Regions from separate parts of the Zea mays genome. Here regions 1, 2 and 3 are each linked to region 4. Evidence: chromatin contacts called from public Hi-C data. All regions are on one chromosome and are shown on one strand. Each heading gives the region's core, a stretch centred on a gene start, on an enhancer-like site or on the middle of the called end of the contact. The rest is flanking DNA. Distances are from core to core; before and after follow the strand shown.

Region 1 (6,284 bases), core at 1,082-3,581, 510 kb after region 4:
AAATTTACGGACATTAAATAAACCGTAGAAGACTGCATAAGGCATTGATTTACTGTTGAAATATCCTACACACATATGCATAGCCTTAGTTGTGTATCAACTATAAAGAAATTCATCAACTTGCCTTAATCTGTGGCTGGTACTCCAATTCATTTGAACCAGTCACTTCATGTAAATCATCTGGGAAAGAATGACACACCACAGATTGGCCCTTGGTGCTGCAATGTACCACTACTTCTGAGAATCCCTGATCAGCCAAAAAGGCCTCTTCTACTGCCCTCCGGAAATCAGCAGGTTTGCAACTGCTTAGTTCTGTCTGCCCTTGAAATCTGAGATGACAAATACAACTTGTTCTTAAGGCACAAGCTGGCATATTCTAACCATAGTAAAGTTGTCAAAACTACTCGAGCAGGTGTTTTAACAGAATTCTAACAGTTGTCCATGTAGTTATGCATTTTAAACTACTACTCACCGGTTCATGTAGTCTGAAAATGGAAATATCAACCCCTGCCTCACCCACACGTACTTCTGCAACTCATATCATCAAATGCATCATTTCCCATGGAGAAAAGCAGTGGAAATTAAAGTCAGCCAGTTTGAATACAACAGTCACTGGAAAATTGTACCTTCTCGCCACTGAACTCTGTGCGCCAGCCAAATAGCATCACACAAAGCACAGCGACACCGCGAGGTTGTGGTGGCATTGCATCGGCAGCGGCCTGCTGAGTTGGGTCGACCACCACTCCTGGCCACATTGGCTGGCGTTTGCCAAGCTTTGCCCACACAATGTCCCCATACACCAATTCTTCGGTACAGTGAAAAATATCTTCTTTCTCCTCTTCCTCCTCCTCGTCTTCCTCATAGTAATGCCTAAGCTTTACTTCCTTCCTGTGGTGATTGCTGTATGGTTCATCATGTACCGAGGTAAGCGTGCTCCAAGAGGCTAAGTGCTTCCTGGAGGCACCGAAACTGCGGCGTGCTCGGTAACGTTCCACCATGGCCTCCTCCTCATCGTCGTCATCTACCTCGGACAATGCAACGCTGCTGTCAAAATTTGCACCTTTCTTGTGCAGCAGCTCGTTTCTGCGCGCCAAGTGCTCTGTCTTGACAGGAGGCGGCGGCCTGGCCGGCTTCTCCTTCTTCCAGGGGTCGGTAAGTACCGAGTCATTGAACCTAGAGGGCAGCACCAGGGTGCGGCCCCGCGACGAGCGCACCACCGGCGGCCTCGCCGCGGGCGGCGGTTGCGCGGCCTCTGGCGGTGCCTCGGGCGCCTCGCTCCACCGGAGCCCGAAGGCAGCGTACGGGATGCTGGAGGCTGGGACGTCGCCGAGCAGGTCGACGGGGAAGAACTCGTCGCCCCTCCGCCTCTTCCTCGGGCGGGGGCCGCCTCCCCCCTCGTCCTCGCCTCCGCTGTCCGCGGCATTGCAGCGCCGCGGCGCAAGGATCTCCGACCGCTGACTCCGCTTGAAGATCATCCGGAACCGAGGAACCGGCCGCTAGATCGCCCCGGCGAGTCAGGGCGCCGGAGCACCTTGGCAAACCCTAAGCCTGCGTGCCTGCCTGCCTCGCGAATTCGGTCAGTCGGGGAGCTCCTCTCCCCTCCCGAGACCTCGCGGAGGCAGCGGGAACGGCCTCGGATGGAGCTGGCCAGATGTTGGCGAAGATAAATCGGCCTTGGATTTTGGGGATTTTTTTTTCCTATCTCTCTCTCTCTCTTTCTCTCTCGTCTCCTGTGCTTGTTCTTGGTGTGCTCTCATGGGCTTCCAAGCACAGGGGGGATAGACAAGGGAACGCGCCCGGGTGGCCAGGGAGGTGCGTTTTTTTTTTCCTCCCGAAGTTTCCTCGTGCGATTTGGGATCGGATAGGGGGGTGGGTCGTGACATGGAAGTCGTCGTCGTCGTCTCCGCCGTGAGAGCAGAGCTGGTGCTCGTGCGGTTGCCCTCTCGATTCTATCTGTGGTCGCTGATGGTGGCCGGCCGCGGTGGTGTGTGCATCCATGGAGATGGAGCAGGAGTGATGGCTGGCTGGCTGGCACGAGTCTGGGCGCTGCATTTTGGTAGCCTCGTGGTCGGATGGCGATCTGCGCTGGCAGTTCTCTTTCCGAAATTTGTGTGTGTGTGTGTGTTTGGTGGGAGGTGTCGTTCAATGTGTGTATGATTTGAGCAGTGGATTTAGGTTTCGAAGCGATTGGAACGAGCTGTTGCTTGAGAAATTCGGCTTTTGAGAGCGGTCTGGGCTGGCTTAGGATCGTGGTGATTTGGGCATGGTCTTGGAGGAGAGAGAGACGGATATGAACAAGTTTTGGAGCGGCAGCGTACCACTTTCCGTCGACCGTGTGGGATGATGGGTGATGTCACGAGGAGCGTCGGCAGGTAGGCGGAGTCTGATTATTACATGCCCGATGCAAGCGAAGATAGATTTTTTTCTCGATTTCCGATAGAATTTTCGGTTTTTATTTCCCTCCCTTTGTTTCGTGTTCTGTTCTTTCATCGTTCCACGGGCTCGATCGATCTCCTTGGCTGAAGATGAAGAGGGGGGGTGGAAAAAGCCGAGCTCGGATTTCTCGGTGTGTTCCTGTCGATCTGTGTTCTCCATGTGTGAAGAAAAAATTTAAAAAAAAAATCGTGCACGGACAAATTAAAGGTCTGCAAGCTGTACGTAGATCCATTGATGCAGCAGCCTCGCATCTGAAGCCTGCGTGCGAGTCCGAGCAAGACGAAGGTCTGAAGTCTGATTAATGGAGTTGTGTTCTGTTTTTTTTTAATTTGTTCTTCTCGGGTCCCTTTCTCTCAGTCATTTCCTTTGGGCAACGGTGGTGGCCGTGCGCTCGAATCCACCGGCGCGTCGTGAGCCGGACACGGGGAAGACGGCGGTGATTGCCTCTCCCGGTCCCGGCGTCCCCGCGCGCCGTCTCGTTCTCGTCCGATTCGTGTTAAGCACGGCCACGGGGCACTGCTCGCCGGAATCATGTGACGGCTTCAAGATGGGAGGTGGCGCTGCCGTGGCGTGCTGGGACAGTGGGACCCGACCAAAAGCGCCAGTACCACGGGGCTCGGTTCAGTGCTCCACTGCACGGCGGTGGCCGGTGGGGTTTCGACGGTGATTTGTGGATTTGGTGGGCGGCGCCGGCGACTCGTGCGAGGGGAGAGGGAGACGTGCCGTGCGCGCGCATGGACCGCGGAGGGGGCGCGGCCTCTGCTCGTGTGCGGCACCGGGCAGCGGGCACGGCACACCAGATGCGCGCGGGGGAGCGGCTCCGGCTCGGTTGATTGGTTGGTTCCAGTCCAGCGCGTGCGGCCTGTCCCTTCCACCCCTCCTCCGGCCAGACTCGACGTAGCTGTTCTTTCGATGATGGATTTGCTGAACCAGCAGCGAGCGAGCGAGCCGCAGTGGGGATCCGTCGCGGCTCCAGTTTGGTAGCTCGCGTCGCACTTTGGTTTCGAACTTTCTGGAAGCGCGATTTTGCCGTCGGTTTAACGCGCTTCGTTTTGCTCATCGTCATCGGGTCGGCCTCGGCCGCATAAAAGTAGGCTCGTATCGTCCGGCGCCCGGCGGAGACATTCCGTGCGCGCGTCGAGTTGCGGAGTCTGATTTCAGGCTGCAGTGCAGCCACATGACCGCATGTGTTTTCCCCCCGGCGACAAGGACGTCGCGGAAGTCGACGCGGCCTGCGACGGCGAGCTGGACCGCCGCGACGTGGGCAAGATATGGAACACGGGTGAAGCACTCTCGTGCCTGCTTGATGTCCCGTGCCTCCGCCTCCCGTCCCTGCTTCTGGTGTCCAAGCACTCTCCGTACGTGACCGGCTGGCTGATCTGCTCCCGATTCAGTTTCATGTGGATGTCTGGTTTTGCTTGCTTGCTTGCTTGCGCTCTCCTCCTTCGTAACCAGGTGTGATACAGATACAGCCATGTGATGCAAGATCGTGGCGGCTGGGTGGCGCCGCCATGCTGCAACCAGACATCTCTTTTTTTTTTTGTCAGTCTTAAGGTCAGAACTATGGTTAGTTGGTTACTTCTTTTTACATGTTTCTTGTTTTACGGACGACAGAAAAAAGGCAGTAGTACCAACGCCTGGATCGTTATTAAGCTGCTTGCTGATCATGTATGTGTCCACTCAATTCAACCAGGGCTGGTGGCAAGGAAAACTTTGTCCACTCTGTCAAGTGTGGTACGCTCCTTTGCTTCAACCAATTTGATTGCGTCATTTTGAGCTGGGTGGTGATTCAGTGTTTGCCCCATATGCAATGCAGCAGTGGTCATTTTGAACTGAATGTTCTTACATAGTTACATCCTACTCTAGGAGTGGAAAGAATGCAAGTCCAAGTTCAGTCAACTTTTTTTTGTCTCTAATGAAATTCTTTCAGGGACCCAAGCTGAAGCCTACAGATCAGTTTACATTAAGGTGATGTCTGGTTCATATGATTGCAACGTGATGGATACAGATAAAAGATAACGCTAAATCATGTCTGTTTAGGTCTGAAAACAGATACCGGTATATTCAAACTTGCTACCGCTGTCGAGTGTGAATCATCGTCGTTGTCATTTACGTTATAGTTCGTGTACCAAACAGCACAAAAAATCCTCACATCCACCATCTACGGCGATTGAAATTCAGCGGCAAAGAATCAATCACTCCAAATTTTATGCTCGCTGGTGAAACTCTGCACGCGCCTATTCTCTGTGTGGTAATGCTTAGATGTTCTATTATTTGTTCCTGCTTCTTTCTTCCTACTCTGTGTATTTTACTGCGCGTTAGAAGCATCAGGTGCATGGAGAACTCGATGAGGCGGCATGTTGCGCTGCTTCTGAAGCTTCGAGAGATATATAGTACTATAAGTTTATAACCGGAACTATACATGCTGTACTGTATGACTCGTTACGAGGAACAAGAGTCCTTAGCCGTGCACACACAGTGCACTTGGCATGCAGTTCTTCGTCTTCGCCCGAGACACAAGCTAGTTTGGGGTCAAAGGCAAGCATCTGGTTGCTCACGCTGGTCACTCTGGTTTTGACACCTGCCAAATCCTGCTCCAAAGAAAGCGTATATGCATGGGTTTGCTCCAGCCTCAGCCTGCGACTGTGAACATCGGTTTTCCAGCTACGCGAGTTAACCAGCGCAACTTGCAGTTGCAGTGTTTGTCGTCTGTGTGGCTGCTCTTGTAGCGGGGATTCTTGAGGTCATCCGAAATCTGTGCAAAGATGATATTTGTACAGTGAAAGCGTCGCATCTGGTACGCAGAGAGGTGTCCTACCTTCACACTATCGCCTATGCTCGTTTGTATGGTTATTTATGTGTTCTTCTTTAGTTGGCCTTGACCTTACGGCCAGTAATGGCCATGGACACATCTACTTTGCCATCCGTTTTCTGTTGGTGGTGACATCAATCTTATGCCAGATGAACTCATAATCTCGCCCTTCCTACTTAGAGCCTTTCTCTCCTTTAAGGTTGTAGGATGACGGTTTATGGTGATTTGATGTGTTGTCTGTGGGGGCGCTCGTCATCAACTTCAAAGGAGATGAGGGGCGGATCTACGTCCAGGACTCCCTAGGCTGCAGCCCTGGTCGTGGCCCAGTTACTCCAGCGAATAGGCCCATCAGGTATTCACGTTCAAGGCATTCACGTCCCGACGTCCGCTCCTCAGTCCTCCCTCCAGCCTTTCTCGCCCGGAGCACCGTCGCGGCACCGTGGGCGCTCTCTCTTGGCCTCCTTCGCCTTGGTTCCGAAGTTCTGCGTCGTTTCGGACTTTTGGTCTTACGGAGTTCTCGAGCGGTCGTGCCACCTCCGTGCGACCGTGCACATGAAGATGCCCTTCACGAGCTGTCCGGTGCCCGCGGCGATGGCCTTGGCCAGCACGCCGTTGCAGCCTTCCACCCTCGGCGCAAACTCGTTCCAGTACTCGTCCCCCAACGCAACAATCGGCCCTGGCTGCGGCCGCGTCCTGGAGCCCTTGGACGGCGGGACCACCGCCCCGGAGGTAGGCGCGGAGAAGCAGGCATTGGAGCGAAGCAAGCCGTCCAGCGACACCTGCCAGAAGCGGGCCTAGACATTTAAGATTGGGTATTCAAAAATTCAAAAGATCAAAAAAATTAGTGCTCTAACACTATTTTTTGTAATACATTATTGACAAATTACTATAGATCACCAAAAATTTGGGCATTCAATGAATACTCATGAACCACCCCTGGGCCCGCCCCTGACACCAGCGCGGAGGCGTTGGCGACGGCGTTGAAGGAGACACCGTAGTTGAGGAACGTCACGTCCTTGTCCGCCGGCAGCGTGAA
Region 2 (6,223 bases), core at 1,139-3,638, 280 kb after region 4:
CTGTTTTTTTTTTGTTTAAATATGGTATCATAGAAAGATCATATTGTGAGTTGTTGCGGTGGGCATCGAAGCGTGGCACATAAATAAGGTCAAGAAATGGAATATGTTCTAGTTGCAGGTAGATCAAGTCATATCAAGTGCACCAGGAAAATTACCAGAGAACAAAACAGAGTTAACCTCACTTAATCACTCCAGAGTCAATGCATTCTCCAAGCCCCTACATGCTAGCAATGTAAATCAATCTAAATAAAACAGATTAATTTCAACCCCCCCCCCCCAGTGCCCGCAGAGCTTCCACGTTTAACCAGGAGAAAACACACTGCACTTTCAAAACCATAAGATCAGCAATACATAAAGGTTGTGGCAAGCAGATTATACATGTATAACATTGTTTTGCATGGCAGACTGCACTGTTTGTTCATAGGTAAAGCTGGTGGTGGCCTAAGAGGTGCCACGTATGATTTTATCCAACGTGGAAGGAAGAGAAAGATGAAAGAGAGAGAGAGAGAAGAGAAATTCAACATTGCATGAGCTCCTACAAAAAAACCATTTGAATGTCGTAACGAAATTCAACATTGCATGAGCTGGAAGCAAGCAGTTTCCTCCCGGTTTAGTACACTGTACACAGAGAACGACCTTGGGGTTCCTTCCCAGTGCAAGAAGGAGCCCAATGAAAGATAGTATTACTATTAGGCAGCATGTATAGAGGCGCAGCGAATCACGCTATCAGAACTAGCCGACCTTGATCCAACCAAACAACCTTTGCATCGAGCCAATTGGGTAACCGCGACCGAACACGCTCGTCGCGGCCGCGGGGAACCATTTGCCTTGGCCCCGGCCAGGTGTAGACCAGCCTGCCCCCGCTTGGCCTGAAATAAAATAAAATAAAATAAAAAACTTGGACAGGTGGTGTGGAGTCCTCGGGGACTAGTGTTTTCTCACGCCATCGGTCACCTAGATTAGATACACCCGGCCACGAGCTATGATGACCTTCCGGTTTGGCACAGTGCGGCTACCCTTGCCGAAAGCGAGAACAAAAGGGTGCGATGAAACGAAACGTAACGAAACCTGCGGCACAGGGGTCGACGACGGGTCGAGACGAGCGGTGCCGCTTCGACACGACGGCACGTCCGGCCGGTCGTCCGCACGCCAAAGCCAGGGTTTGTTGGCGCGGTGCCGGCGCAGAGTCCTTGGGGGCCTGCCCTTTTCCGGCCTGCGCGCGACACCTTTGGGACTGTTTGGTTCGTGGCTAACTACGCCACACTTTGCCTAAGGTTAGTCGTTCAAATTGAATAACTAACCTTAGGCAGAAAAGTTAGGCAAACTGTGGCAAGTTAGGCAGGGAACCAAAAATACCCTTGATCCCGGCCGTAGGAAACATCTCGGGCCACGGCACGGCAGGCAATGGCGTCATGACGGCGACTTGGACGCGTGCGCGCACGGCAGCCGTATCGCGAGCGGTTCTAAATCAATGCGGATCTGGGGCCTGGGGGGGGGGGGGGCGGGCACTTGGCAGGTCGGGAGAGGGTAGTGCGTGCCGTGCGCGGGGTGCTGGGCACTTGTTAGTACGTACCTTGTGGTCGGAGGAAAGCGGCACGGGGACACCGCCGCGGGACAGCACGGCGCGGGAGTCGCCGCAGTTGGCGACCACGATGTGGCGGGGCCCCACGACCACCACGACGGCGGTGGAGCCCACCGTCACCGCGTGGCCGACGTTGTTCGACTCGCTCTCCACGACGGCCACCTCGCCGTCCACGCGCGCGAAGCAGGCCTCCATGGCCTCCCTCCAGCGCGCCCCGTCCCCCTCCTCGTCCTCGCCGCCGTTCCTAACAAGGTGCAGACGCGCCGCCACCTCCTCCGCGAGCACCACGTGCAGCCGCTCCCGGCACGCGTCCGCCACCCGCGACCCGCCGTGCCCGTCGTACACCGCGAAGAACTCCACCCCCGCCGGGAACGGCGCGGCGACGGCGACCGCGTCCTCCATCTCCCGGCGCCGCCCGATCACCGACATCGCGCCGTGCGACACGGGCCTGGGCCACCCCGGTGCCACCGCAGGAGCCCCACCACCCTGCGGCTCGGGCTCGGGCGCCACCTTCGCAGACGACTCGCGGGACGAGCCCGCGGAGGTGTCGTCCGACACAGAGCGGCCCCGCTTCGCCGCCTCGGTCTCCGCACCCGCGGAGGGCGCAGCGCGTCCCAGCCGCCTTAGCTCCAGCATCCGACGTCCCGGCAGCCGCGCCACGGCGGCCAGTATCTTCTCCGTAGCCTCGAGCGCGGGCGCAACACGGTCTTGCGTGCTAGCCTCACTACTGTTCATCTCTTCTCCGGTTCTCCCACTCTCCCCCCACTACTACAACTACAAGCGGAAGGCAGGAGGGCGAAAGAAGCGAGGGCGTCGGGGGTGAGACCGGTTTTAATACGCGGCGAACGGCCGTCGGATCGGTGTTTGTCTGGCCCGGATGCGCGACAGCGCGGGCGGGCGATGTATCCGGACGTGGATCCCGCGGGCCTGGACGTGGACGGCGTGGATCATCCGACGCGCCGTCGCGTGGCGCTCGCGATGGGTGGCTTTCGATCTCGGGGCTCGAGGAAACCCCCTGGTGCGCGCGGCGCTCGTGAAACCAAGAGACGGGATCCGGAAGACAGGCCATGCGCCCCAGGTGTCAGTAGGCGCTGGTCTGCGTGGAGAAGGCCATGCGCCCCCATGCCATACGTCTGGGGCTTTTTGGTAACGCCGCGTGGGACCCGGTGAGAAGAGGTAGGGGTTACGTGGAGGAGCGAGAAAAGATGAATTGGTAGACGCACGCTATCGGCAAGCCGTTTGCCAATCTGCGACAGGCCCAGATGCCTTGGGTCTTTGCACGCCAAGTGTTGAGCGCGCAGCCTGCGCCTGAAACAATCTACGACGTGTTTGGTCGGCGTAATGTAATAGTATCAATTTTTTTTATCTGGTACTGTTACATGTGTTTGGTACGGGTTCTATTGAAATTAGATACATTGGAATCGGATACCACCTTAGGCCTTGTTCGGTTATTGATATTACATGTGTATTGGAGTGTATTGGGTGGGATTGTGGTGGATTTTGACTTGTTATGGATTTAAACCGGCTCAATCCTACCCAATACATGTGGATTATCACCAAAACGAACAAGCCTTATAGAAATCTCAAACTCTCCAACCCTAGCCGGAATCAAAGCCGGGTCAGCCCATCCACCCGCTCGGCGCCACGCGGGCCTTCCTCCTCCTAGGACGCCAGCGTCGCGCCGCCACTCGGCCTCCCTCCTCGGGCGCCAGCAGCTGGCGCGGCGACCGGTGTCCCTTCCACTCTCCACCCTCTCCTTCCCTTCAGCGCCAAAGTCCATCTGCCTCGGACGCCAGTTTTACATGCTCTCTACATAGACGGTCCGGATAGCCACCAGACTAGTCCAGTGCACCGGTTGGAAAATGGCTAAGTGTTGGTCCTCTGCCTGGACGGTCTGGTGGTCCAGTGCCTCAGCCAGCAACCTAATTTTCTCTTTTTTCTCCAAAACTTTTTCAAGCCTTTTTTGACTAGCCTTGAGGATGTTCCTATGACTTAGACAAACATATGTAGTGACTTTCGAACTAGTCTAAGTCATAGATCTGGGAATTTTTATGCTCTCCAACTTATATTTTTATTTTGCTCGAACTTAGCTCCAAATGAATGAATTGTTGAATCTAAGCTATCCAACCTCCTTAGGTGTGTTAATTGGGTTCCTAGAAGTATTTAGAACTTATCCAAGGTGTAGAACTATACATAGTTCATCTCTTCCAAGTTTTACCCCTTTTCTTGGTATGGAGTTGTTTCTGACTTAGAATCTGAACTTTTGGACCTATGAATCAAAGACTAGGTAAACTAAGGCCATATTTGTTTCCCTTCTAGATTATATAAGTTGGATTATGGTGAAAGAGTAGGAGGGTAAAATACCATTTTGAGATCACAAATAAGCTGAATTAAGCTACACAATGTTAGCTTATTTCACCTTATTTGTGGTTCCAAAGTGATATTTTACTCTCCTACCCTTCCACCATAATCCAACTTATTTAATCTATGAGAGAAATAAACACACCCTAATTAGTCCATAAGGTTGTGATAGTCATCAAGCACAAAAATCAATTAGAGAAAATGGTTAAGTCCATTTCCCTTTCAATCTCCCCCTTTTGGTGATTAATGCCAACACAAAGCAAAGCAAATATGAAGTAGAATTGTAACTAGTTTTCACTTGTGTCAAGTGTTCATAAGTTACTGAAATGAAAGCAGTTCTAAGAGAATATGAGTGTTTTTGACATATTTAAAATTTTGGACTACATTTCACCACTTGCATTGATTTTGCAAACTTTCGATAAAATCTTTTTCAAAGACGGATGCAATTGGTCGAAAGTAAAAGAATGGAATTTTCAAAAGAATTTTTAAGTTTTGAATAATTCTCCCCCCATTTCAAATTTTTTTTCATTAGTCAAATAAATACTCCCCCTTTATAAATTCTCCCCTTTCGGCATAAACAGTTTTGTTCCTCTTAGTTGTCAAGAGGATTTTCACAGGCGAAAAGCACCAAGTTGGAATATTTGATAAATAGGGTGGTGGTGCGATCCTTTTGCATTGGCCTAGTAATTTCTCCCCCTTTGGCATTGAGCACAAAAATTGATGAAATCTAGAGACATTTACAAGAAAGATATGAATTTAAGTACATGAGTTGGGCAAGCGTTCCTATGCCTGCAACTCTATTTTCCTTTCAATCTAAGACTAAATTCAGAAATATACTTGGAAACACATTAGTCTTAGCCTTGGTACAAAAAGAATAAGTAGGGGTGTAATCGGATCGAATACAGACGAATATCAATGAAATCATATTTGCTTTCATATTTTTATTCAGATTCGAATACAGATAGCTTCGAATACGAATACAAACATGGATGTTCTCGAATACAAATACGGATAGCCGTGTGTCAAATACAAAACTAGTTGACACGGATAGCATCAGTAACAAATATTTTTGTCGGATATCGTGTAAGACATCATTCCACACATATCATAATTGTAATCATTTAGCCCCTCCTTTAGTCCAAACATTTTTAGTATTATATGTGGACATATGCTACACCTCCATAAAATTCCATGAATTTTTAAGGCTAATTTGAGTATTATTAATTTCTTTACGTAGATAATCTTTAAAATATAATTAAATTCATAAAATTTTCTAGTGTGTGTTGGTCACTCGTTCTCGATTGTTATACACAACCAAAAACAAGGCAACACGATATTAAGAGAGATAATCAACCTTCGTCTTCAAGTAGTCATCCCTTTGGGACAACTTCTTCGTAGACCAAGGTTAAGATTTTACTAAACGAATTATGATTTATCTCTATCAGTAAATAAATGAATTTGTAAAGGGTATTAAAAAGCTTAAACATGACAATTAGTCTTACATAACAATAATATATTTCTCCTCCTTAGTATATTAAATTTATAGACATACCTTCGTCTCTAAAAAGTGATTTAGAGCGGAGGTGAAGAGAAGATTACACACAATTGTTCGGCCCTCCAAAAAGGTACTTTATGCAGGGCACTGTTCACCTATTTATAGGGGATCATACAACTTCATATGTTATTACATTTATGCCCTCAGAGATTACACAGAAGGTTTATGAGTAATACAAGGACGACATTGCCTTTTGCCTTCAGTGTTTAAGATGACACCTTCTCCTTGCACCATCTTCTTGTGTTGTTATGACAAAGTATTGTTTATGTTGAAGCTTAGATGTTTATGGTGGTTTCACATGTAACTCATACAAATAAGTGGAAATGGAATGAAACAATTGATGTCATCTTGTGGATTTTATGGTTCAAACATTTTTGAGGAAGCTATATGGACATATGTTGCCCCTACGCCAAATTTCATGAATTTCTGAGGCTATTTGTGTATTATTAATTTCTTTTTGCAAAAAAATCATAAAAATGCATTTAAATCCATAAAATATTCTAGCATCGACTGGAAATTGCAAATAAGTTACCAAGACTAATAAACATTCCATAAGAAGATAACCTCAAGTCCCTACATGAAAATGATAAAGTGAAGTAAAGATTATGTTGAAACTTGGATACTTAAGCTGATTTCACGTGTAACTCACGCAACAAGTGGAAGTGAAATGAAAAGAATCACTAGCATCTTATGGACATTATGGTCCAAACATTTTTTTAGAATTT
Region 3 (5,872 bases), core at 3,240-5,739, 450 kb after region 4:
TTCACACAACACACTACGACAAAAGTCGGCCCAATCGGAAAACAACGTGTTCTGGAGTCTTTACGCCTGGCCTTGACAATGTCGATTATTTTAGACGAATCGAAGAAATATATGAGCTCAATTTTTATGGTTCCAAACCTCTTACTCCAGTGATATTCAAATGTCATTGGTTTGACCCTCAAGTGACGAGACAGACACATTCTAATCTTGGGATAGTCGAAATTCGACAAGATTCCACCTTAGCAGGAGACGATGTCTATATCGTGGCCCAACAGGCCACACAAGTGTATTATCTCCCATATGCGTGTCAAACGAAAGAACATCTTAAGGGTTGGGATGTTGTGTATAAGGTATCGCCGCACGGGAGGTTACCTGTTCCTAACGATGAAGATTACAACTTAGACCCGGACACATATGATGGAGAGTTCTTCCAAGAAGATGGGCTAGAAGGGCGATTTGAGATAGACTTAACTGAAGCTATCGGAATGGACGTAGATATTGAAATGGTTGTTGATGAGGAGGATGATGAGGTGCAAAATGATAATGACTTAGTAATCCTTGAAGGCAATGACATTAATGACGAGGTTGCGTCTTCCGATGGTGTTGAGATTGAAATGCTTGATAGTGATGATGAGAGTTATGATCCGGCTAACCCCGACACATATGAAGATTATTTTTAATCGATGTAATGCTATATGACTTTTTATTTCGCACCTATTTTAAAATACATATTTTTATATGTGCTTATTTGTTTACTCTTAATTGCAGGTTGTTGGACAAATATGGTGGGCGGTTGGCTGAGTAGGAGGAGGGGGAGGAGGAGGAGGACGGCGGACGAGGCAGAGCAGGCAGCAGGCGGCGCCTCAGGACGATGACGACCAGCAGCAGGACGACGACGACCAGCAGCAGGACACCTCAGGTTTAGGCGGCTAAAGTTCGAGGAGCATCTACCTACGAGGCCCCGCGAGTCTCCCTCAGCGTCCCATACTTCGGGACAGGCGACCGCTGATTCGACCGGAAGGGGAGAGGTATGTAACTTTATGTTCTTCATTCTTGTTCATATTATGTGTTCAAAATCATAATATAAACTAATACTTTTTATTTATCACTTGGACAGGTCTTGGACGGTTTTGGATTATGCTGGGGGTCATCGTCGCCCCCCAATGGCATCCTCGGCCTGCTGTGCAGGGAACACTTCCCTGGACTTGTGGAGTACGCCGGAGTGACGGGCCCAGCCTTCACCTTCGACCACTACGCCGTCGCCCCCGATGCAGTAGACTGGGACGGCCGGGAATTCAATAACAAGGCGGAGCGGGTGAAGCAAGAGTTGTGGGTAAGTCTTAGTATAATGTAAAATATGTCGCATTCGTTGCAAATTCTTGAAATAATGTATGGATACATCGTTTTTGTATGCAGGATTTCTTCAGATGCGATGCTGGATACGAGGCTAGGGCGGATGTGGTGGCCACCACGAGCTGTAAGAAGCTCGTCGTGGACATGCACTATGAGGCCTGAATCCAGGCCATCATCACCTACCACGGCTCCATCCTTGGGGAGAGGGTGACCAAACCTCAAGCCCGAACCATGTCGTTGACCAGGGAGCAGTACCTGCAGGTAAAGTCATGCATGTTTGGTACCAGTACTCCATGCATGAATTTTATTTTATCTTCTGATATGCACTTTACGTGTTTACTTTGTAGATGATTCCATATTGGTGCGCCGCACATCCTCTGTGCTGGGAGCAGATGGTGGATAGGTGGTGTTCGACTGAGTGGGACGAGGCGCACACCGCTAGCCGGGAACGACGTTTGATGATGCAAGGCCCCTCCCACCACCAAGGCAGCCGGAGCCTGGGCCAATATGCCGAAGCATGGGTACGCCATGTTTTTATTTAGATATATAACACTGAGTTAGATATTATTTCTAACTATCTCGTTGGTTTTCGTTGCAGTCGGCGTCACATGGTGGCCGACCTTGATCCACCTTCTCGGCCTATGCTATGGTCCATAAGGGTAAGGCGATGTCCGACGTCACCTACAACCCAGATGACGAGCCCGAGGCCTACACCAACCCCGCCGTCTACAACCGCCTCCATGACTACACCGCCATGGCGCAGGAGGTCCATGGCCCAGACTATGATCCGAGCACCGAGCCGATCGACCCCGATGTTCTCATGAGGGTCGGAGGAGGCAAGAGACATGGGCGGTACTAGATTGCCGATGGGGCAATCGAATCGTCCTCCACTCCCAATCTGTCTCAGGTGAGAGCAAGGAGCATGGGCTCGAGTCCAGCCATACGACCTCGGTACGACAGCTCACAGCATCACATACAGCAACTCGAGGTTAGTGCTTCTGTAACTCGTCCTTCCTTTAGTTATATACCTACTCTTTGAGTTACTATAACGTTGGCTTGTAATATTACAGACCCAACTAGAAGAAGAGAGGAGGGAACGTCACGAGATGGAGGCGAGGATGATGGCGGAGCGGGAGGCGGAGCGCCAGGCAGATCATCAGAGGATGGCAGAGATGTTCCAGTACATGCAGAGCCTTGGCGCCGCACAGGGCATCGCTCTGCCACCTCCATTGTTCCCTCCAGTTGACCCTGCTCTCTTCCACACTCCTGTGAGTATCAAAATTGTAGTTAGATGTTTGTAATGCATCTGGTATAACACATGCAATCTCTTCTCTGTGCAGGGCCAATCTGGAGCGGCATCCAACAACCCTCCAGAAGGGTTCAGCCCAACGCAGCCCCGGTCAAGCCGCCCACCTCCATGAGTGTTGTGTTTTCATTGTTTTAGACTTCAGAACTTGTGTATAATACTTATGTCTGTGTTTGATACTTATGTGAGAGCTTGCGACGTTTGAGACTTATGTTTGTGTTTGATACTTGTGTTGAACACTTATGTTTGTGATGGATATTTATGTTTGTGGTGACGGTTGTATGTTTGTGTTGGCTATTTATGTTTGTGATGATATCTGTGATGTATATATGTGATATATATGTGATATCTTTTGTTTGTGTGGATGGAATACAAAAAACAAATAAAAAAGGTATATATTGGTCACTTTGCCGAGTGTAACACTCGACAAAGAGGCGCTTTGCCGAGTGTCAGGGTCAAAACACTCGGCAAAGAGCAAAAACCTGGGCACCGGTTTAGTGACTTTGCCGAGTGTTATGTCTCTGGCACTCAGCAAAGAGGCCGGCTTTGCCGAGTGCCGCACAGAGCACTCGGCAAATAGCCTGACATGGGGACCCTCCCTGGCGGGCTCTTTGCCGAGTGTCCTAGAGGGCACTCGGCAAAGATATATTCTTTGTCGAGTGCTTCTGGAAAGACACTCGGCAAAGACACCGTCTCCGTCACCCGTCACCGTAACGGCCGCTTTTCTTTGCCGAGTGCCCGAGAAAAAGTACTCGACAAAAAAGACTTTGCCGATGCACTGTTTGCCGAGCCTTCTTTGCCGAGTGTCACACTCGGCAAAGACGTTGCCGAGTGTTTTTAAGGCTTTGCCGAGTGCTTCGGGCACTCGGCAAAGCGCCCGTTTCCGGTAGTGACTCACCCTTGCTTATTTGTTGTTTTTCAGAGAAAGAAATCGCTGATCGGGTAAGAGTTACGCCTGTTCCAACCTTGCCCGTGGCTGTTAGACCGCTAATTTGCTTCACTGCGTATATCGGGCTGCTTCAGCCCCACTCTGATGATATGTCCCGAGTTGTGGACCAACTCTTAAAGTTGATCGCCACCTTTATAGGTCTGTCTCGTTTAAGCAGATCTGGAATCATCTGATGTATAAATGTGTTTACTAACCTCATAGAACTAGTAATTATATCATATTTGAGTCCCAGAGGATTAGGGCGCTTCAAACCTCTTGAACGAAAGAACCAAACGAGATGAGAATTTGTAAAACATATGCCGAGGTCCAAAAAAGATCGCAGATTGGGACATGACTCAAAGTGTATGTAATAGGATCATTTAGGGCCCATTTAGATTCACCTGACTAAATACCTGTCCCATCACATCAGATATTTAATACTAGTTAGAAATATTAAATATAATCTAATTATTATAAAACTAATTACACAGATAATAACTAAACATTAAGACAAATTTGCACGATTCGCTAATGTAATGCTACATTAAATATTTTTTAATTATAAATTAATTAGACTTAATAAATTCTGTAATGCTATATTAAATATTTTTTAATTATAAATTAATTAGACTTAATAAATTCGACTCGTCGTTTGTGTTATTCATCTGCGTAACTATTTTTATAATTATACCGTATTTAATATTCATAATTTATATTCAAACATCGACTAATCATTAGTAAATGAAACAAACATTCCATTAGTCTATTCTCATCCTGCGTTACATATTTGATTTTGACACTTGAATTTGGAGGAGGTGAACTCCCTTCCAAAATTGGAACCTGCTCAACGCAGCCCGAAAGACACCCGCGTCGGCGCGCCTCGACTCCTTTCTCTCGTGCCCAATCCGGCCGCGCGCCCCTTCGGCCGCGCCGCACCGCACCGCAGCGAAGCAAACCACCACCAGGCCGGGACCAAATCCCAACTAAACCCGTCCCGGCAACCCTCCAAATCCAAAGCCGGAAAATCAACCAACAATTTTCCTTCCCCATTTTCTCCACCCACGAACTCGTCGTCTCTCATCCCCGGCCGCCACCGCCTCCCCTCCGTTCTCGCACCCCACCAAAACCCTAGCCGCCGTACCCCAGCGCGCTCGCGGTCCCCTCTCCCCGCCGCCACGTCTGTCTAGATCCGCGCGCGCCCTAGGGCTTCAAGGGCCCCGCGTCGCCAGCTTCCGCATCTGGGCTGGTAGTTTTTCAGTTAGGGTTGGCCCGCCATGCCTCGGAGCTCGCGTCACAGGTCGCACCGGTCCCACAGGCGAGGAGGGTCCGCTGACCGGTCGGAGTCAGATGGCGAGGAGTCGGCTCCGGTCGCCGGCGCGCGCGAGGAGGCCGCGGCGGCTAGGGTTTCCAGAGATCCCGAGCCTGAGAGGCGCCGCTCGTCCTCGGGACAGGAGGCCGTGAGATCAGGGAACGGGTACGCTGAGCACGGGAAGAAGAGGAAGGAGAGGGTTGAGGAGGCCGTGGTTGATGTGGTCAGCGACCGGTGGAACAGTGGCGTCTGTGACGATCACCTGGTCGACAAGAGGTCCAAGAGCGAGACCTTTGGGCATGCTGAAGTGGAGAAGCTGGCCGACAGGTCCAGGGGATCAGGGGATGAGTCCAAGAGGTCAAGCAGACGAGCAGTGGCTGTGGATGACAGGGCTGAGGAGGTTCTGTCTAAGAGTGACTCTGGGAAACGGAGGTCAGAGAAACAGAAGGATGTGGGGAGGAAGGAGAGTACCGGGCATTATAAGGATAACAGAGATAGGGAGAACGAAAGGGAAAGGGGGGAAGAATGGGAGCGGCAGAAGGAGCGAGATAGGGGAAGGAGTAGGGATAGAGAGCGTGAGAAGGAAAGAGCACGAGAGAAGGAGAGGGAGAGAGAACGGGAGCGTGAGAAAGATAGGGACCGAGAGCGGGACAGGGAGCATGAGAGGGAGCGTGATAGGCAGAAGGAGCGGGAGTGGGACAAGAAAGATCATGATTCCAAGCACGAGAGGTATGAGGATGGCGGGAGCAGGAAGAGTGGCTTGAAGATGAGTAGGACGGAACAGGAGGCCTACTCATATAGGAGAGATACAGATGTCAATGGTGAGTAGCCCATTTTCTACATGTTCTCAACAATACCAATAGCATTCCTGCTCTATGTACGATTATACGTCATGTTCCTACTGCAATGTGTTACAGTTTTCTTATCCTGATTTCATTTAGAGTTTTGCATGATGCTATCATTATTTTAAATAGTT
Region 4 (6,127 bases), core at 821-3,320:
TCACCCAGGATGTTCATCTGGTAACCCCCTTTGGGAATGAGGGTCATTCTGCTGAGAGAGTTGATATATCTGTAATATTTGTGCAGATTTGTGGACTCCCAGAATTTACCAGACTCAGATATGTGAAGATCCCGGGCTTCATCATTGGTGGGTTGCCGAAAATCATGAATTTTGATCTTGTCCCCAGAGATGTCTTCATCAGAGAATCCAAGAATGTGAGCAAACCGCCGGTAGCTCACCTTGTACCAGCTGCCTTCGATATAGAAATTAAGATAAGGAAAGTTGTAGGGACTTTCCTCATCGGCCAGCTTGATCCAAAGAGTGGAATAAAACTGAGCAATGACCTCATCATTCCAATCATATTGGAAGGTCATAATATTCTTCATTTTCTTTCTCTCACAGGCCCTCAAAGCCTGTGTCATCTCCGGATCTCCAATAGCTTCACAACCTTCCCAGTTGATGTACCGCTGATGCAGAATGGGCTGATGTTTCTTGGGAAGAATTACCGAGTTGTAGAAATCGACATGCTGAAGAGTCCAGAACCGATTCCCATCAATCCTGGCATCACGAATACGTAATGCAGGATTCTGAAAGCGGATGTCCTGGAGAAGTGCAGAACCCCCGCTGGCAGTAAAATCCGTAACTGGCTCATTGCCAGAACGACGGGCCTCCGCCCGGTGGAGAACCAACCCTCGGATAATAGGAGCGTGGGCAGAGGGAAGGTCAATCTCATCATCCTTTCCACCATCATCATCACTTGTCGGCTCCCATGCTTGTGGATTTGCCGCGGGTCGGGACCGACCGTAGGGATTCCGGGCCGTCCGACCGCGAGCTCCATGAGACCCGGAGGCCTCACCACCTTGCATTACGTTTCCAGATCCTCGCCCGCGCTTGGATCTGGAACGCGGGAGAGTTTCTTCATGAATTTCTTGTTCACTGGAAGAGTCGGATTCAACAACTGATGGATTCCTCCGACGCGCCATCCTTAAAATAAAAGATATAACCTATGATGAGTGAGGAGATCGATGTTCAAGGATCTTAACAAACACGTTTGAGTAAAGACGCGTATGATATTGAGCATGCACTTCAACCGTTCATGAGAGCGGTTCAACTACAAAGAACAATACCAAACAACTAAACTCAAACAATGTTCGAGACAAAAGAAGATAGTCTAAGTGTTGTAATCACCTAAACTAAAATGTATCCTTGAAACGATACACTAGATAATCAAGAACGAGTGAGATCGAGTAAAAATATGAGGAAATAATGTAATACCTCGATCTGAAGATTGAACCACAGAAATTCCAACGAAAGTGAGAGAGGTGATGGAGGAAGCCGAGAGGAACAAATCTTCCAACAAGCTCCCAAGGATTTGATGGCACAAATGGACTTTGGTTTGTGGTGAAAGTGAGAGGTAGAAAGAGAAAAGATGTAGGCAACAACGGCTGAAGAAGTGAATGGGTAAGAAGAGAAAGGAGGAAAGAGAGGAAAAAAGGAGCGGCGTCGGCTGGTCAACAGACCCAAAACCGGTTCAACCGGTTATAAAACCGGTTCAACCGGTTTTGCGTCAGAGTGAGCAGTAAAAGCGCGCAGAAAAAGTTCAATTTTCTGCCAGACTGACAGCGCAGTCTGCGCTGACTGACAGCACGGCAATAGGTCTCGTGCTGTACCATCCCAGCCGTCCGCTCGAAGCAGAAACTGGGAACTGGGATCCACGCCGGCAATAGGTCTCCTACTCCTACGCAAGAATTGGATTCCGCCGACTGGCCACTGACAGGTAGGCCACGAGGAATCAATCGGCCTGTCCCAACCAGAGGAATCTGTGGGGCGGGCGCAGAGCAGGCAAGAGCATCTGGCTGGCTGGTGAGTGGATCAGCTTGCACGTCAGCTACGCACGCACAGTACCCCGTCAATTTATTTATTGCTGTTCACAAAACGAAAATGGACGAGTATAATTAATTCCCTGCGGTGAGTAGGTAGGGTGGATAGCAATTTGGCGCTGATTTGATGCCGGCCACTTTCATCGATCAGCCATGGTGGGGAAAGAAGCGCTGGTTCGATGAAGCTGCATAAATAAAGCCAGCACGCGAACCAGCAGCGTTCAGGGGAAGACCATTTACATATATGCCCTTGCCCCGGTTCCTTTCCCCGGCCCCAACTCCATTATTTGCTTGATCCTTGACGAGCGGGAGAGAGAGAGAGAGGAAGACGAGAGGCAGCGAAGGAAACAGTAGTTCTTCAGTTAGGCAGGTATATTTTCTCTCCTCTTTTTTCCCCAAAAGAAATCTTGGGGCATGCCACGAGCCTAGCTTTTTCATGGCAAATCCTGATTACTAGTTTCTTTTATCTTGCTCTTTTTTTTCGAAAATAGGAGGGCACAGGAGGAGGAAGATGGCGTCGAAGAGGATCCAGAAGGAGCTCAAGGATCTTCAGAAGGACCCTCCCACCTCGTGCAGTGCAGGTCCTACTGCTTTCTTTCTTGCCTGTTCCTCTGTCGATTTTTTTTGAGCCATACCCCTCTCACCCTCTGTAGTCAGTAGTGTGTAGGTGTCAGATTTTGTGCACATGCTTCTGAACGGCCTCTTATCCAAAGCTTCACATGCTTGCCCCCTTTGCTATAGAACTTTACCAACAGATTTCTAGACAAGTCAGCCAGCCTGATAACCCTTGACCCCTTTCTTGGTAGGTGCTTGAGGGGTGGGGTAGATATGAGATGTTATGACGTTGTTACATGGAAATGAATTGGTTCCATCCTCACTTTTAGGTACTATAAATGGCCGTTGACGACCTGCAGGGCTTGGCCTTTACTATGTTGTGCAAATCTTTTTATGGTTTTAACTTTTTTCTCCCGAAGGAACAGGGTTAGTTAGTAACTTTTGGATTCTTTATGTGCCATGCTTAGTTTCCCTACCAAAAATGCGAAGGTGAGGGGGGTATTTCCAATGGTTTCACTTCTCCATTCGATACCTGATGAGACGAGTTGTTAGCAACATAAACACAAACATTGAAGGAATGTTATAATTGTACTGAGGAACAGCTAACATGTAGGATTCGTCTTTTCCATGCTTGCAATTGGTGTTAGTGCTGTTGCATAACTAGAATAAGTTGTTCATGAAACTATATAAAAAACTGTTCATAAAATGATACTTTGGGCCATATTCATTGGAACAAATCAAGTTACATGAATGAACTATAGTCTAGTTCGACACATCATTCAACAATGTGAGGTAGAATGATGACAGAACAGTCATAACTGAGAAAATGATTAACATGTTTTATTTATTGGCAAAACTATCTTTTTTTATGAAAGGGCATCTAGTTGAGTTGGTTTGAGTAGCACTACTCAGGTCCTGCGTTTTACTCCTCGTGCCAAAGCACAAGTCTAAGGTCTCAGCCTTGGTCCAATGGTTCCAGTCGTCCTCACATGAGCTCGGCCTATGTGAGAAGGTTTTCTCTTATAGAGTGCAAGGGTGTTGTCTTACCCCAATCATGTAGAATCCTCGAACACTAGATCTATCCTGTCTAGTTAGTTATGTTTCCTACTGAACATATGCCCGTCAGATAAGGTGGCATCAGTCCAGTTTGTGACCTTGATTTTCCCTGACTCAGAAATTCAGTTGCGTCCCTTGTTGGTGACAACATAATCTTATTTGGCAGGTCCTGTTGGTGAAGATATATTCCACTGGCAGGCAACAATAATGGGTCCATCTGATAGCCCATATTCTGGTGGAGTTTTCCTAGTTACAATCCATTTTCCTCCCGATTATCCTTTCAAACCACCAAAGGTATTGGGCAATGATCATTCCTTATTTTTGTGCATAATTTTTCCTCATTATTTTTGCTGCACTGAATTTGTAAAGTAGACATATGCGCAAGCTCATTTACTTCCCAGGAACATCACTCTGAGATATGCACTTGATATCGGCAGTGTTTGGTATCTTGACAACGCGTATGAGCTATGTGCAGTAGCCAATAGCTTATGGATGAGATGCCATGGCACTAAGTGCACTTGCTGAAAACACCCGAGTTATTTTTTTTGATGAACTCATTATCACAGTTTTCATGTGCAAGCTTGAAACTTTTGAAGCCAGAAATTCATCTGCCTTATTACCAAACCCGTATATCCTATAAAACGTTGTCACATTCCAATATGCAGGTGGCATTCCGCACCAAGGTGTTCCATCCAAACATCAACAGCAACGGGAGCATCTGCCTTGACATCCTGAAGGACCAGTGGAGCCCGGCGCTAACCATCTCCAAGGTTGGTGACTGCTCTCTTGGATAACATCATCTTCTCCATGGTTGTTTGTAGGTTTGGGAGCTACCTACCTACCAGCACCCTCAATCTGGTCGATTTCAGGTGCTGCTGTCCATCTGCTCCCTGCTGACCGATCCGAACCCCGACGATCCTCTGGTCCCCGAGATAGCGCACATGTACAAGACGGACCGGAACAAGTACGAGAACACCGCGAGGACCTGGACCCAGAGGTACGCCATGTAGGGAGGGGGTACCCTACCTGGCCCTTTGGGGGTCCGCCGGAATTGCCGCTGCTGCGTTGTGTTCCTGGACCTGGACCTGGACTGGAGACTGGACGTGTCTCCGTGTATTCGATCCTGTGCTGTATAATGATGCATCAGATTGGGTTTGCAGTGCAGTGCGCCGTGTGGTGCTGAATGCTGTATTGTGCCGCTTGGAGGCTGTAATTCTGAATGCCAAAAAACTGGTGATTGGAACCATTTTGCGTTGGATGCTGCTGCAGACGAGGCCATGTTTGCGTCCGTCGTATTGGAAGAAAGGGCGATCCGGAGCAGGTGGTTTCATTTTTTTTACCGGCATTTCAATTCTTTTTTTTTTCACTAAGGAGGCCTTGGATCAGGAATTAGAATCTATTTAATAGAGTAGACTATCTGGTTTGGAATTCGACATTCCACCACTTTCTAAAGTCTACCTCAAATTTATATTTATAGGGTGGAGAATAGAAATTGATTCCATGTATCTTCGAACTGTGTTTCTATTCTGCAATCTGTAACATGTTGTTCCGCTTGCTCTCCTACAATAAAAATGTATGGAGTAGCATATATAATTATCTCCTCTTCATGACAAGGATAGTATATAAATATATTTTTATATAAAACTATATTAGCTTAATTGATTTATGCACAAATTACTATTATTAGAATGAAATTCAACTCTAAGGATCCAAAAACGTTCGCGACTACCTTGGCGCTGATGAGTACCCTTTGTTGATGGAAATGCAATCTTAATTGGTAAAATTCTAAAGGTAAAATGGAACTATCTCCCCTGTGGGCAGGCCACAAAGTTCGGCCCATCTGGTAGCCCCATATGCCGGTGGAGTGTTGGACTCCAATATCGACTTCCGGTGATCATTCTTGTAACCGCCGAAGTCCAAAGGTAGTACAAAAAGGATATGTTCTATGATCTATCAGTCCCTTGCTTGAATGCATTTTCCCTCTTGGATCGAGAGAGAGAGTTATAGTACTAGGTGAAAGCTGCCTCACACAGTCACTGCATGACCTTTAGCTAGCTGTAATAAATCCAGGAATGTCGCCGAGATGCTTTGCTGTCCTCTACGTACTCCCGCACTGCACCTGCACGCAGTGCCCCCACCATTGTGCAACGTTAGTGGCTCCAAATAATCATGCGTATGCGTTGCCCATCCTGCGACAAGCTGCAGGCAGCAGTCCAGAGAGTCTATCCATCCAGACCGAGAGAGGAGTACTTACAGTGCAACACGCTTTTGTACTGCATCCCATTCATCCTCATCCTCCCCCTTGAGCCGAAATGTGCAACTGTTGACTTGCCAAATGTGGCACCAAGACCGGCGGTGACTGCAGTTTCTTTGTTTCCTCCACTACCACCCTCCGTCCGTCCGGCAGCTTATTTCACCACTACCACAGCCGGTGGAGTCTGGTTAGTTGTCCATCTGATGATCTCCATCCGCGCCACCTCGCACGGCCGGACCCAGTCTCGATCGTCTCTGCGGCCTGGTCTCTCTCCTGGAGCCCTGGACAGCACGGCAGGTGGTGGGATCTCGCGTCCGGCGTCTCACCGCAGTTTTCAAAAGGAAACACAGCACTCCAACCAGCCGCCCGAGAGAGTGAAGAG

The links. Hi-C and Micro-C count contacts between places; a contact is called where the count stands out from the background.
Region 1: a contact with region 4 is called in a Hi-C map of leaf, with 7 times the contacts expected there. The contact joins the promoter of LOC100383419 here to the promoter of LOC100286223 in region 4. A contact is called at or near these places in 2 of 25 Hi-C or Micro-C datasets (ear and leaf).
Region 2: a Hi-C map of leaf shows a contact between it and region 4, with 9 times the contacts expected there. The contact joins the promoter of LOC100285223 here to the promoter of LOC100286223 in region 4. A contact is called at or near these places in 6 of 25 Hi-C or Micro-C datasets (ear, leaf and tassel).
Region 3: a contact with region 4 is called in a Hi-C map of leaf, with 9 times the contacts expected there. The contact joins the promoter of LOC103636131 here to the promoter of LOC100286223 in region 4. A contact is called at or near these places in 4 of 25 Hi-C or Micro-C datasets (ear, leaf and tassel).

The regions. Positions count from the first base shown.
Region 1 is chr8:151,546,162-151,552,445 of Zm-B73-REFERENCE-NAM-5.0, reverse strand. It overlaps LOC100383419, which reads right to left and starts at 2,331. Exons shown (of 23, transcript NM_001361635.1): 1 at 627-2,331; 2 at 473-528; 3 at 125-329. The coding sequence starts at 1,475.
Region 2 is chr8:151,774,068-151,780,290 of Zm-B73-REFERENCE-NAM-5.0, reverse strand. It overlaps LOC100285223 (protein phosphatase 2C ABI1), which reads right to left and starts at 2,388. Exons shown (of 3, transcript NM_001370708.1): 1 at 1,574-2,388. The coding sequence starts at 2,317.
Region 3 is chr8:151,608,218-151,614,089 of Zm-B73-REFERENCE-NAM-5.0, reverse strand. It overlaps LOC103636131 (zinc finger CCCH domain-containing protein 13), which reads left to right and starts at 4,489. Exons shown (of 5, transcript XM_008658490.3): 1 at 4,489-5,717. The coding sequence starts at 4,862.
Region 4 is chr8:152,053,418-152,059,544 of Zm-B73-REFERENCE-NAM-5.0, reverse strand. LOC100286223 reads left to right here and starts at 2,070. Exons shown (of 5, transcript NM_001159111.2): 1 at 2,070-2,250; 2 at 2,372-2,461; 3 at 3,658-3,785; 4 at 4,157-4,261; 5 at 4,361-4,768. The coding sequence starts at 2,392. The coding sequence ends at 4,501.